Linked DNA regions of Zea mays: region 1 is linked to region 2. A link is a contact called in public Hi-C data. All regions are on one chromosome and are shown on one strand. The core of a region is the stretch at or near the end of the contact, and the rest is flanking DNA. Distances in the headings are between cores, read along the strand shown.

Region 1 (5,570 bases), core at 2,222-4,721, 180 kb before region 2:
CTCAAGACGGCTGCCAAGATAGCCGAGATGATCGAGGTCAGCCGCCCCGACCTGTCTGTCAGGGTTGTCGCCGAGTACATGGCCGAGTACATGGCTGAGGCTGACGGCGTCCAGCAGCAGCCTGCAGCTGACCCCGCCACCATGCAAGGGTACGCGTACATCTTCCACGGCGAGGAGGTGATGGAGCCGGTCATCCACACCGGCGGCCACCGCGTCCGGGAAAACATGCTCTCCCAGAGCGCCGTCAAGTCGGTCGTCACGATCGACCAAGTTTACCAGTGGATCGATCAGCAGCCGGACAGCGATGTCGAGAAGGACAGGGCCAAGGACTTCTGCCTCGCGTTCGCCCTGTTCAAGCTGCTGAAGCGCCGGTTCTACGGGTACGTTCCGGCGGAGGCCGGCTCGGAGAAGGCGCGCAGCCTCGTCCTCAACGGGCTCATCCACATGGACGCCACCGGCCCTGACGCCGCCTTCCGGGTCGTCGAGGCGGAGCTCGCCTTCCTCTACGACTTCTTCTACACCAGGAACATTGTGCTGGTGGGAGCCAAGACGTACATCTGCATCGCCGTTGCCGTGGCGGGGCTGACCATGTGGACGGCGTTCTTCGGCACGCTCGGCCCCGGCTACCACCGCCTCCACATCGGCGTGCGCAACCTCGACCGCTCCGTCACCATGCTCCTTGTCGTGATCACCGCGGGCCTTGAGGTGTTCCAGGCGGTGGCCGGCTTCTCCTCCAACTGGAGGTACGTTAAGACCGTGTACCGCTGCGTGCGCGACGACCGGCGGTGGTCGGGGCGGCGGCTGGGCCACCACCTGTGGTGGAAGCAGAGCATCGCGCCGCCGGAGACGAGGTACTGGGAAGACAAGGTCGGCCAGTACGTGCTCCTGAAGCGATTCGAACGCCGGCCGTGTAACCTGCTCTCGTGGCTGACGCTTTACCTGGTGGAGCCGCGTCGGCAGGGCCAGAAGCGGGGCAGGAGGAAGCCGCTGCCTCCCGAGGTGAAGCGCGCCGTGCTCCTCTGGCTCAAACAGAACCATTGCCACCTCAGCAATGGTGTGGCGACACTGCGAAAGCACCATCTGTTGCCGCGTCTGGCATGGGCGTGCAGGCTTCCCATGGTCACCGATCAGATCTTGGCGTGGCACGTGGTCACCACGAGCTGTGACTGGTCTTATAGTTTCCGTCCAGCTGGCCGCTTCGCAGCCGGTGACGACCACCATCGGCTCGTCGCGAAGAAGTTGTCCAACTACTGCGCCTACCTGGTGGCGTTCGTGCCGGAGATGCTGCCGGACCCCAGCTACAACGCCGAGCAGATATTCGACACGGCGGTGCAGCAGGCGCGGGACCACCTGGACGGCTGCAAAACGCATAGCAGCATAATCGCCAGGCTAGAGGAGATGGAGATCGCAGAGCGGCCGTACGTGCAGCCGTGCAGGAAAGTGGCACATACGATAGAGCCGTCGGCGCCACCGTCATCGAGAGGGCGGCGGTGCTTTGGGGGCAGCTCAGGGCGGCCTTTGGAGTCGACGACGCGCGGCGGTGGGAGGTGCTGGCCGAGTTCTGGACGGAGCTCGTGCTGTTCCTCGCGCCATCGGACAACGTGGACATTCACGCTGAGATGCTCGGCGCCGGCGGCGAGTTCATGACGCAGCTGTGGGCGCTGCTGTCTCATGCCGGCGTCCTGGAGCGACCACCAATCATGCAGAGGCAATGACGGAGTGATTATTACTGAGTTTGTCTATGTATCATTCGAGTGTTTAGAATGCCGTTGTCATACGATTTTTCAACGAGCACGGCTACAATTACGAGTCTAGTGGTAAACTGAGGTACGACACTAAAATTATCTAGTAATTCATGATTTATTAATCCAAAACAAGAGACAACAACAACCATATATCAACGTTGGTATTTAAGTCACACATGTCAACTCTACATGAAGCACTTCTCATTTTCAACCTATTAGATCCACATCAAACGTTTAGTATCAAATGGGTGAGAGAACAAAATTACAGCTAAAATTTTAGACGCGAACTCTCATTTATATATATATAAAAAATCACCGGTAAGTGCATCCCGCAGAATAGATAAAAATAAAACAAATTGAAGAGATCAGACAGTAGATAAAGAAGTGTACGCCAGATTTGATGGCCAAACTTTGCGCGTCACGGTGTCACAAACAACCGGGTGTTGTTTAACATTACTCTCATTGAACGATAAACCTGAAAAAATAATCTATTTGCAGATCTGCGCGTCTCTATGTCTAGACTTGACATGGTTAGATCCCACAACACCTAATTTTTATAAGTTTGTGTTTGGTTAGAGAGTCAACTATAGTAGACCGGCTCCATTCCAGGTTTTTAAAATGGGTCGTTCTATTCTGCGTTCTATTTTTTTGTTTGATTGAATAGTAGAATATAACGAAGTCGTTACGTTCTTTGTTTGTTTGGAGAGCCATATGAGTGCAGAGAAGAGGAGAGGGAGGAAAGCGCTCTAGTCGTTTTGGTGGAGCAGGAGTATTCCAACTATTTATGGTTATTTTTTATGTGTAGACTCCAAGAGCCACTCTACTCCTCTTTTATTGGAAACCAAACATTTAGAAAATAGGAATATAGCTGCTCCATCCTCCTCCACTTCTTAACCAAACACACCCTAATTAAGTTATGCACAGTACGCTGCCCTGGATGGCCTTGCTTTCCTAAGGGGAGTCCGATGATAAGAGTTTTGACGGATCCAGAAAGAATTTTCTATGTCTAGTACGTATGATGTTAAAGTCTTTGTTGCTAGTTCTCGGTATTACAAAACGGAGCGCTTGACCTTCCTGAGAATAGAACGACAGAAAACGTGTGGTGAGTGAGTGTATAATCGATGACAAAGGTGGATAATCTCACATTAACTTCATGAGAGAGTTGAAGATATATATTTGTGAAGTACCATTTTGGCTGCTTTTATAGATTTGGTGAAGCTGTGAGTGTTTACCTAGAGTTATGTGAAGTTAAGCTAGATTTTGCAAAGTGAAACAGTGCTAAACAGTCCTTAGAATACATCAGTCATATCAAAATAGTTTATTCTACCATTAGTTTTTTCTCTATGTGTACAACTACTGGAGGAAGTGCTTCCATATAGGTGATAGAAGTTGTATCAAAATTTCCAATTATGTAGGCTAGGTTGACCCTTAGACTCATTTTAGAGAAGATATAATATTGAAGCAGTGTAGAGTCCTCAACTCTTGGCTGTCTAAATCAGTTGTGGCCGTCAAAAACTTCGCTTCTAAATTCATCTATGTAAGAATCGTTTATATGAAAATTGTTTAAATTAAGATGAATATAAAATTTATCGAGTGGTCAAATTGAAGGAATCTAGAAGAAATCTAATGATTTCTAAAACTTAAACTCTGATTTGGAGGTTGAAAAAAACTGTCTAATGATTCTTAGTTTTTTTTCCAGAAAAAAGCTGTCCAAACAGACCCAATGTTTGGTTTGGATGCGTGCGTGCATCATAGCCAAACCACGGCATCGGGTATCCACCATTCCAGCTCCGGGCCAGGAAAAAACTCTGTACTGCGTTCACCTTGCCTTTTCTTCTCCCGTTCACCCCGCCCCGCGTGCGCTCTCTCCCTCTCGCGGGGACGACTGGGCGACCGCCGCCGCCCAAGCCAGGAGCCAGGTCTTCGTCGGACCCTTCGCTGGTGACGAGGACCTACCAGGTATGCCCGCCCCTTTTGCCCCCCTCCTGCTGTGCGAAACCGAGAGCCCAAACCCTAACTTAAGCTATTTGGTCATCTGTATTCGGATCTGATCTAATTATAAGTAGCTTGATTAAAAGAACAAGTGTATATACGTATTATGGCCACTAACTTCGATTTTTGTTTGAAAAAAAATGATTTTTGTTTACACCCCTGTCCCTTGCTGGGTCCGTCCCAGTCTGAATCCTGTAATCAGTGCTGGAGCATGTATATTTTTTTAGATGATTACTGGTGAGTGGTCACAGCACCCCCCCCCCCCTCCCCGGTTTGTAGGGGAGTACAAACCTGGGAAGCATGGGTTTATAATAAAACTATTTGGCACGAGTGCTAATTTTCCAGGGACCTAATAAAGATGCTTTCTGAATTGCTGGGTGCTGATTTTCTACCAGGCCATAATATTTTTTCACCCATTCACGCGTTTGGTGTGTGAACTGATTTTGTTCTGCATACAGCTGCGAATAAGGTTGTCTGGAGCGGTCGTGGATTTTGTGGATGGCAGGTTCTGCAGTAACAGATGATTCAGCTGCTAGCACAACTGGAATGAGGGATGATGAACGCAGTCTCTCTGGCGAGTCCTTCTCCGAGTGGAGGTCCTGTGAGCGGGCAGACAGTGACACCCCTTCAACATCCCCACCCTTCTGGGATAGCGATGGTGATGATGATGATCCTGGTGCGTGAATGCACTTGATCTAATGCCTGTTACTTTGGTGTGCTAAATGATTTTGTTCTACATGGCCAAAATTTCATTGACCTACTTATGATTAACATAGTAGATACAGTAGCTTGTTCCCGAAGTCTTGACATCTTACAAAAGCTCTGGTTAAAAAGTTTTTAGCTTTAAGGGAGAGTGTGCATTTTGTTTATTCATCTATTGTCGCATGCTAGCTGAAGGCCTATATATAGTGAACTGACCATTCTTACCGTTGCTAAAGGGACTGGTATTGCTTCCTCCATCAATATTTTAGATAGTGTTCTAGAAGGTAGAATATGCTGCTACCTAGGCGTTTATCGCCACCATTCTGCCACACAAGAGCACAGTCGATAGTCTGGGCAGTTTTATCGACTAGGTGGTCCGAGTTGGTGACTAATTGGGCTAGGAATGTGGGGCTTGTGCCAGCTGGTTGGGAGGAGGATGAAAAGGTGCAGATGGAAACGTGGAAGAAGGGGGATGGTGGTCAGTTAGCGGCAGTTTTTATGAAGCAGAGGTGGGGTCTACTTCTTGAAAACCTTTAAATTGTTGGTTTCTACCGGTCATGAAGTGGTGAGGAGGAAACCGGGAGGTGGAGGTGGGCAAGGAGGTAGTTGTGGCGATGACAGCTGCGGAGTGGAGGATGGAAGAAAGAGCTTTTGGTCATTCTGGGCATCTTGCTTAGTCCGGGTCCATTGTTCAAAAGTGGAAACATATTTTAGTCCAAGAAAAATAACCATTGTTGGCACTGGGAGAGTAGTAGTTGGTCTATTAGGAATATAAGTGCGTGTCTTATCAGAAATGAAATTTTAGTATTTTCCAGTTATGTAAGGTCCAAACTTCAGAAAAGGTACCTGTTTTAGCATTGGGGGCATACCAATTGGTCCATTAGGCAGTGCCATAGCACGTGAGGTTACTTGACATTATTCAGACGGACAGACACCATAGTGAATGGTGCATTGGTGCTTATGACTGACTCACATTTGCTATCTAGTCCGCTGACTGATAGTATACCTGTATGATGCTTCAATTCATCCGCTGACTGATAATATCTGTCACTTATGGGAAAAAACATAGATAGCGGTCAAGTCAAAATGGCAGACGAGTCTTTTTTTTAACGTGGCAGATGAGTCTTATCT
Region 2 (5,936 bases), core at 3,400-5,899:
TCAAGAACTCACAAATAGAAGGCTTTCTTGAGGAGGAGGGCATCAATCATGAGTTCTCTTCTCCCTACACACCCCAACAAAATGGTGTAGTGGAGAGGAAGAATAGAACTCTACTGGACATGACAAGGACCATGCTTGATGAGTACAAGACTCTGCATCGGTTTTGGGTTGAGGCAATTAACACCGCCTGCTACTCCATCAATCGGCTCTACCTTCACCGATTCCTCAAGAAGACATCATACGAACTCCTCACCGGTAAAAAGCCCAATGTTTCATATTTTAGAGTCTTTGGGAGCAAATGCTTTATTCTTGTTAAAAGAGGTAGAAAATCTAAATTTGCTCCTAAGGCTGTAGAAGGCTTTTTACTAGGATATGACTCAAACACAAGGGCATATAGGGTCTTCAACAAATCCACTAGATTAGTTGAGATTTCTTGTGACATTGTGTTTGATGAGACTAATGGCTCCCAAGTGGAGCAAGTTGATCTTGATGAGCTAGATGATGAAGAGGCTCCGTGCGTCACACTAAGGAACATGTCCATTGGGGGAATCCGAAGAGCCTACACAAGCACAAGATCAACCATCATCTTCCATGCAAGCATCTCCACCAACTCAAGATGAGGATCAAGCTCAAAATGATGAAAATGAAGATCAAGAGGATGAGCTACCTCAAGAGGAGGACAATGATCAAGGGGGAGATGAAGCTAATAAAGACAAGGAAGATGAGCAGGGACAAAGACCACCACACCCAAGAGTCCACCAAGCGATTCAAAGAGATCACCCCGTGAACTCCATCCTCAGCGATATTCATAAGGGGTAACAACTCGATCTCGAGTCGTACATTTTTGTGAACATTACTCTTTTGTGTCCTCTATTGAGCCATACAGGGTGGAGGATGCACTAGGAGACTCAGATTGGGTGCTGGCAATGCAAGAGGAGCTCAACAACTTCGCGAGGAACGAGGTATGACATTTAGTTCCACGTCCTAACCAAAATGTTGTAGGAACCAAGTGGGTATTCCGCAACAAACAAGATGAGCATGGTGTGGTGACAAGGAACAAAGTCCGACTTGTGGCCAAGGGATATTCACAAGTCGAAGGTTTGGATTTCGGTGAAACCTATGCACCCGTAGCTAGGCTTGAGTCAATTCGTATATTACTTGCCTATGCTACTCACCATGGCTTTAAGCTTTACCAAATGGACGTGAAAAGTGTCTTCCTCAATGGACCAATCAAAGAAGAGGTCTATGTTGAGCAACCTCCCGGCTTTGAAGATATGAGTACCCTAACCATGCATGTGTATAAACTCTCAAAGGCGCTTTATGGGCTCAAGCAAGCCCCAAGAGCATGGTATGAATGCCTGCGAGATTTTCTTATCACTAATGGCTTCAAAGTCGACAAAGCCGATCCTACACTCTTTACTAAAACCATTGCAAAAGATTTGTTTGTATGCCAAATTTATGTTGATGGTATCATATTTGGGTCTACTAACAAATCTACGTGTGAAGAGTTTAGTAGGATCATGATTCAAAAATTTGAGATGTCTATGATGGAGGAGTTGAAGTATTTTCTAAGATTTCAAGTCAAGCAACTCCAAGAGGGCACCTTCATCAGCCAAACAAAGTACATTCAAGATATACTTACCAAGTTTGGAATGAAGGATGCCAAGCCCACCAAGACACCCATGGGAACAAATGGGCATCTCGACCTCGACACGGGAGGTAAATCCGTAGATCAAAAGGTATATCGGTCGATGATAGGATCTTTACTCTATTTATGTGCATCTCGACCAGATATTATGCTTTCCATATGCATGTGTGCAAGGTTCCAAACCGATCCTAAGGAAGTTCACCTTAGGACCGTGAAAAGAATCATGAGATATTTAGTTTATACACCTAAGTTTGGTCTTTGGTACCCCAAGGGATCCACCTTTGATTTAATAGGATATTCAGATGCTAATTGGACAAGGTGTAAAATTGATAGGAAGATCACATCAGGGACTTGCCAGTTTCTGGGGAGATCCCTGGTGTCTTGGGCTTCAAGAAAACAAAACTCAGTAGCTCTTTCTACCCCCGAAGCCGAGTATATTGCCGCAGGTCATTGTTGTGCGCAATTACTTTGGATGAGGCAAACCCTTAGGGACTATGGCTACAAATTGAGCAAAGTCCCTCTCCTATGTGATAATGAGAGTGCAATCCGCATGACGGATGATCCCGTTGAACACAACCGCACTAAGCACATAGACATTCGGTATCACTTCTTGAGGGATCACCAACAAATGGGGGATATCGAGATAGCTTATGTTAGCACCAAAGAACAACTAGCCGATATCTTTACCAAACCATTAGATGAGAAAACCTTTACCAAACTTAGGAATGAGCTAAACATTCTTGATTCTCGGAATTTTGATTGAAACATTGCACACATAGCTCATGCATATATCTTTGATCATATCTCTTTTATGTCTACGACTAATGTGTTTTCAAGAGCATTTCTATGCTAAGTCCTAGATTGAAAGGGAAATGAAGTCTTCGGCGAAGACAAGGCTTCCACTTCATTTTGTCGGTATCATTTACCCTTCGCCATCACTCCACACCACTCTTCGATTGGTATAATCTTCACTCATATTTACTTGTACCAATGGGAGAAAAGAATAAAAGGCTCTCAAAAGATTCCGTTTTTGGCGATTAATGCCAAAGGGGGAGAAATATTAAGCCCAAAGCAAAAGGACCGCACCACCACCCTTCGAAAATTTTTAATTGACATATTTCAAAATTGGTATGTTTCTCAATTGGTTAGGATTTTTCAAATTGGTATCTAAAAATAATTTGATCTTCTTTCAATTGGTAAAACCCTCTTGAACACTAAGAGGGGAATTTCATCCAGGGGAGTTTTGTTTAAGTCAAAGGAAAAACATTTGAAACAGGGGGAGAAAATTTCAAATCTTGAAATACTTCTCGCAAATCTTATTCATATACCTTTGACTATTTGCAAAAAGACTTTGAAAAGATTTTCCAAAAGAATTTGCAAAAACAAAACAAGTGGTGCAAGCGTGGTCCAAAATGTGGGAAATAGGGTTTAACCTTTTCCTATAAATAATTTTGGTGGTTGAATGCCCAACACAAATAATTGGACTAACTAGTTTGCTCTAGATTATATATTCTACAGGTGCCAAAGGTTCAACACAAACCAATAAAAAGATCAGAGTTAGGGTTCAAAAGAAAGGAGCAAAAGAAACCGAAGAGAACCCTGGTCTGGCGCACCATACAGTGTCTGATGCACTAGGGGCGATCGACTCAAACTCTTCACCTTCAGATTTTTGAGGTCGCGCTCCGCTATAATTCACCGGACTGTCCGGTGCACCAGCGAAGCAACGGCTAGCCAACGCAACGGTCGACTCCAACGGTCGTCTGACAACGCACAGTGCGCGGACAGTTCGAGCAGAGTCAGAGCAGCCACCAGAAGGCATACCGGACAGTGAACAGTGCCTGTCCGATACGGCACCGGACTGTCTGGTGCCACATAAAGACAAAGCTCCAACGGTCGAAACCGTCAGAACCCTAATGATTGGGTGACGTGGCTGGCGCACCAGACAGTGTCCGGTGGCGCACCGGACTGTCCGTTGCGCCCATCGATGGCAACCTTCCCCAACGGTTGAATTGGTGGTTGGGGGCTATAAATACCCCCAACCACCTCCACTCCAACCATCCAAGCATTCACTACTCCTCATTCAATACAAGAGCAAAATACAACACTCCAAGACACAAATCAAAGCCTCCAATCCAATCAGAGTCCACAATTCAACTCTAGTATTTTAGGACTTGTGAGAAGATCGTCTTGTGTTCTTTGTTTCTCTTGTTGCTTGGTTGGCTTTCTTCTTTCTCTCATTCTTACTCTCAAAGCCTTGTAAGCGAAGCAAGAGACACCAATTGTGTGGTGGTCCTTGCGGGGTCTAAGTGACCCGGGAAACCAAGGAAGAAAGCTCACTCGGTCTAAGTGACCGTTTGAGAGAGGGAAAGAGTTGAAAGAGACCCGGTCTTTGTGACCACCTCAACGGGGACTAGGTTCATTGGAACCGAACCTCGGTAAAACAAATCACTGTATCATCCGCTTTGTTTTCTTGGTTGATTTGTTTTCTCCCCCTCTCCCGGACTTAACTTTTATTCTAACGCTAACCCCGGCTTGAAGTGTGCTTAAAGTTTGTAAATTTCAGTTTCCGCCTATCCACCCCCTCTAGGCGACTTTCACGGATCCACGACGCGGTACTGGGTGGCGGATCCACGGCGCGGTACAGACGACCTTCCATTGCGGCAGCGGTGGGCATGGAAGGAAAGAGGAATCGAGGATGGAAAGGATCACGGAGGGCGAGCGGGATGCGAGGAGCGCCATCGAAGGAAGGAGTGCGCCATCGAAGGAAGGAGTGTGCGGTCGAGCGGCGGCGGTGGGGAGGAGGGTGGGGGATCCGCGGTCGAGGCGGGACCGGCAGAACCTTGCACCACTGTACACATTAAACTTAAGCAGAAATAGAAGAACTTAAGTGGTATAGAACTTTTTCACATATCAGTATAACACTCAGCCTGAGGGACACATACAAATGTACAATTTTCTCATCACCGTTTCCCCCCTTCACTTGCTAAACCCTCTCCAGCCCGCGTTCCTCGCTTTCCCTCCCAAAACCCTAGCGCTGCTTCCACCAGCCACCCAGATCCCATGGCGCGCTCGACCTCACTCTCCGAGGCGGAGGCGGGCATCTCCTGCTTTGCCTCCTCCCTCCCTGGATTCCGCGGCGTCCTCAAGCACCGCTATGCCGACTTCATCGTCCATGAGGTTGCCCGCGATGGCGCTCTCGTCCAGCTCACCTCGTTCGACCTCCCCACCGAGGTATCAGGTCCTCTGTGAAAGTTTTAGTCCATAGCTGCGCTTCTCCGATTCCAATCTTCCTGCCAAATGCGAATTGCAGAGCGTTGGTGTGAACGAAGAGGACAAGGCGGCCCCGTCGGCTGAAGCGGATCACTCGCAGGCCCTCGAGTCGTTCCGTTCGCTCTGCGGCGATGCCGATTGCAACGCATTGAGGGGTCTCCTGGAGAAGGTGTCGGGCGAGGGTGGCGGTGATGTCTCGCCTGTCATTCTATCGCCTGATGCCGACAAAGCACACCGTTCGGTCAGTTCGCCGGGTGGTTACTGGTTGTCTGTGCCATGGTGTTGCCGTGTTGGTCGAGGGTGGTTTGACATTTGTGTTGTTTGGTTGTAGGAGGTGCATAACTTCTTTAAGAAGACCTTCAAGTTCCTGGTCACGGACACGGTGGAACACAGTGATGGGGTCCAGAAGTGCATCAGGGTGCGGTTCGGGTCAGAAGCAGGTGTCGGAAGGGGTGCTGGCGGCCGTGGGAGAGGAAGGAAACGGAAGAACATGGGTAGTTCTGATTGGAGAGATGGTAGGCCATTTGATAGTAGAGGGTCAAGTAATTGGCCAGATAATGTTGGGAAGTTCCTGAGGTGATGACATCCTGTTTTATTTGTTAACTATGTTATGTGTTATTTAACTTGTATCGGACTGGGTTCTTTTCACATGTATGGCATACTTGATATGCTCTATTTGTTTGAAGTTAGTAATAGTAGTGCACCTAATGTAGCTGCACAACAGTCTTATATTGTTGTGCAGTTTTTTTTTGCTAACTAGTGCTTTAATTGGAGTTACCATTTTGGGTCATTGATCAGGTTTCACCTGTACAAAGAGAACAAGGACACCCAAGAAGCATTAGGAGTAATAGGAAAAATGCTAGGACTTCAGGTATGTCATAGTTGCTAAATTCTAGAATTCGTTTACCTGCCTTAGATATCTGGGTTCATTTACCTGCTCTTGCTGCTGCTAAATTAACTGTACCTTTTGCAGCCACGGTCATTTGGGTTTGCAGGTACAAAGGATAAGCGTGCTGTT

Evidence for each region. Hi-C and Micro-C count contacts between places; a contact is called where the count stands out from the background.
Region 1: a contact with region 2 is called in a Hi-C map of ear, with 2.4 times the contacts expected there. The contact joins the promoter of LOC100383243 here to the promoter of LOC100280058 in region 2. A contact is called at or near these places in 9 of 25 Hi-C or Micro-C datasets (bundle sheath, ear, leaf and 2 more) and 1 of 3 datasets of contacts at active chromatin or transcription factors (seedling).

What each region holds. Positions count from the first base shown.
Region 1 is chr8:125,334,597-125,340,166 of Zm-B73-REFERENCE-NAM-5.0, reverse strand. LOC100383243 reads left to right here and starts at 3,471. Exons shown (of 13, transcript XM_020542256.2): 1 at 3,471-3,704; 2 at 4,196-4,413. The coding sequence starts at 4,236. It overlaps LOC103635833, which reads left to right. Exons shown (of 1, transcript XM_020543383.2): 1 at 1-1,788. The coding sequence ends at 1,647.
Region 2 is chr8:125,160,306-125,166,241 of Zm-B73-REFERENCE-NAM-5.0, reverse strand. It overlaps LOC100280058 (Pseudouridine synthase family protein), which reads left to right and starts at 4,649. Exons shown (of 19, transcript NM_001152998.1): 1 at 4,649-4,879; 2 at 4,959-5,159; 3 at 5,250-5,494; 4 at 5,717-5,789; 5 at 5,892-5,936. The coding sequence starts at 4,709.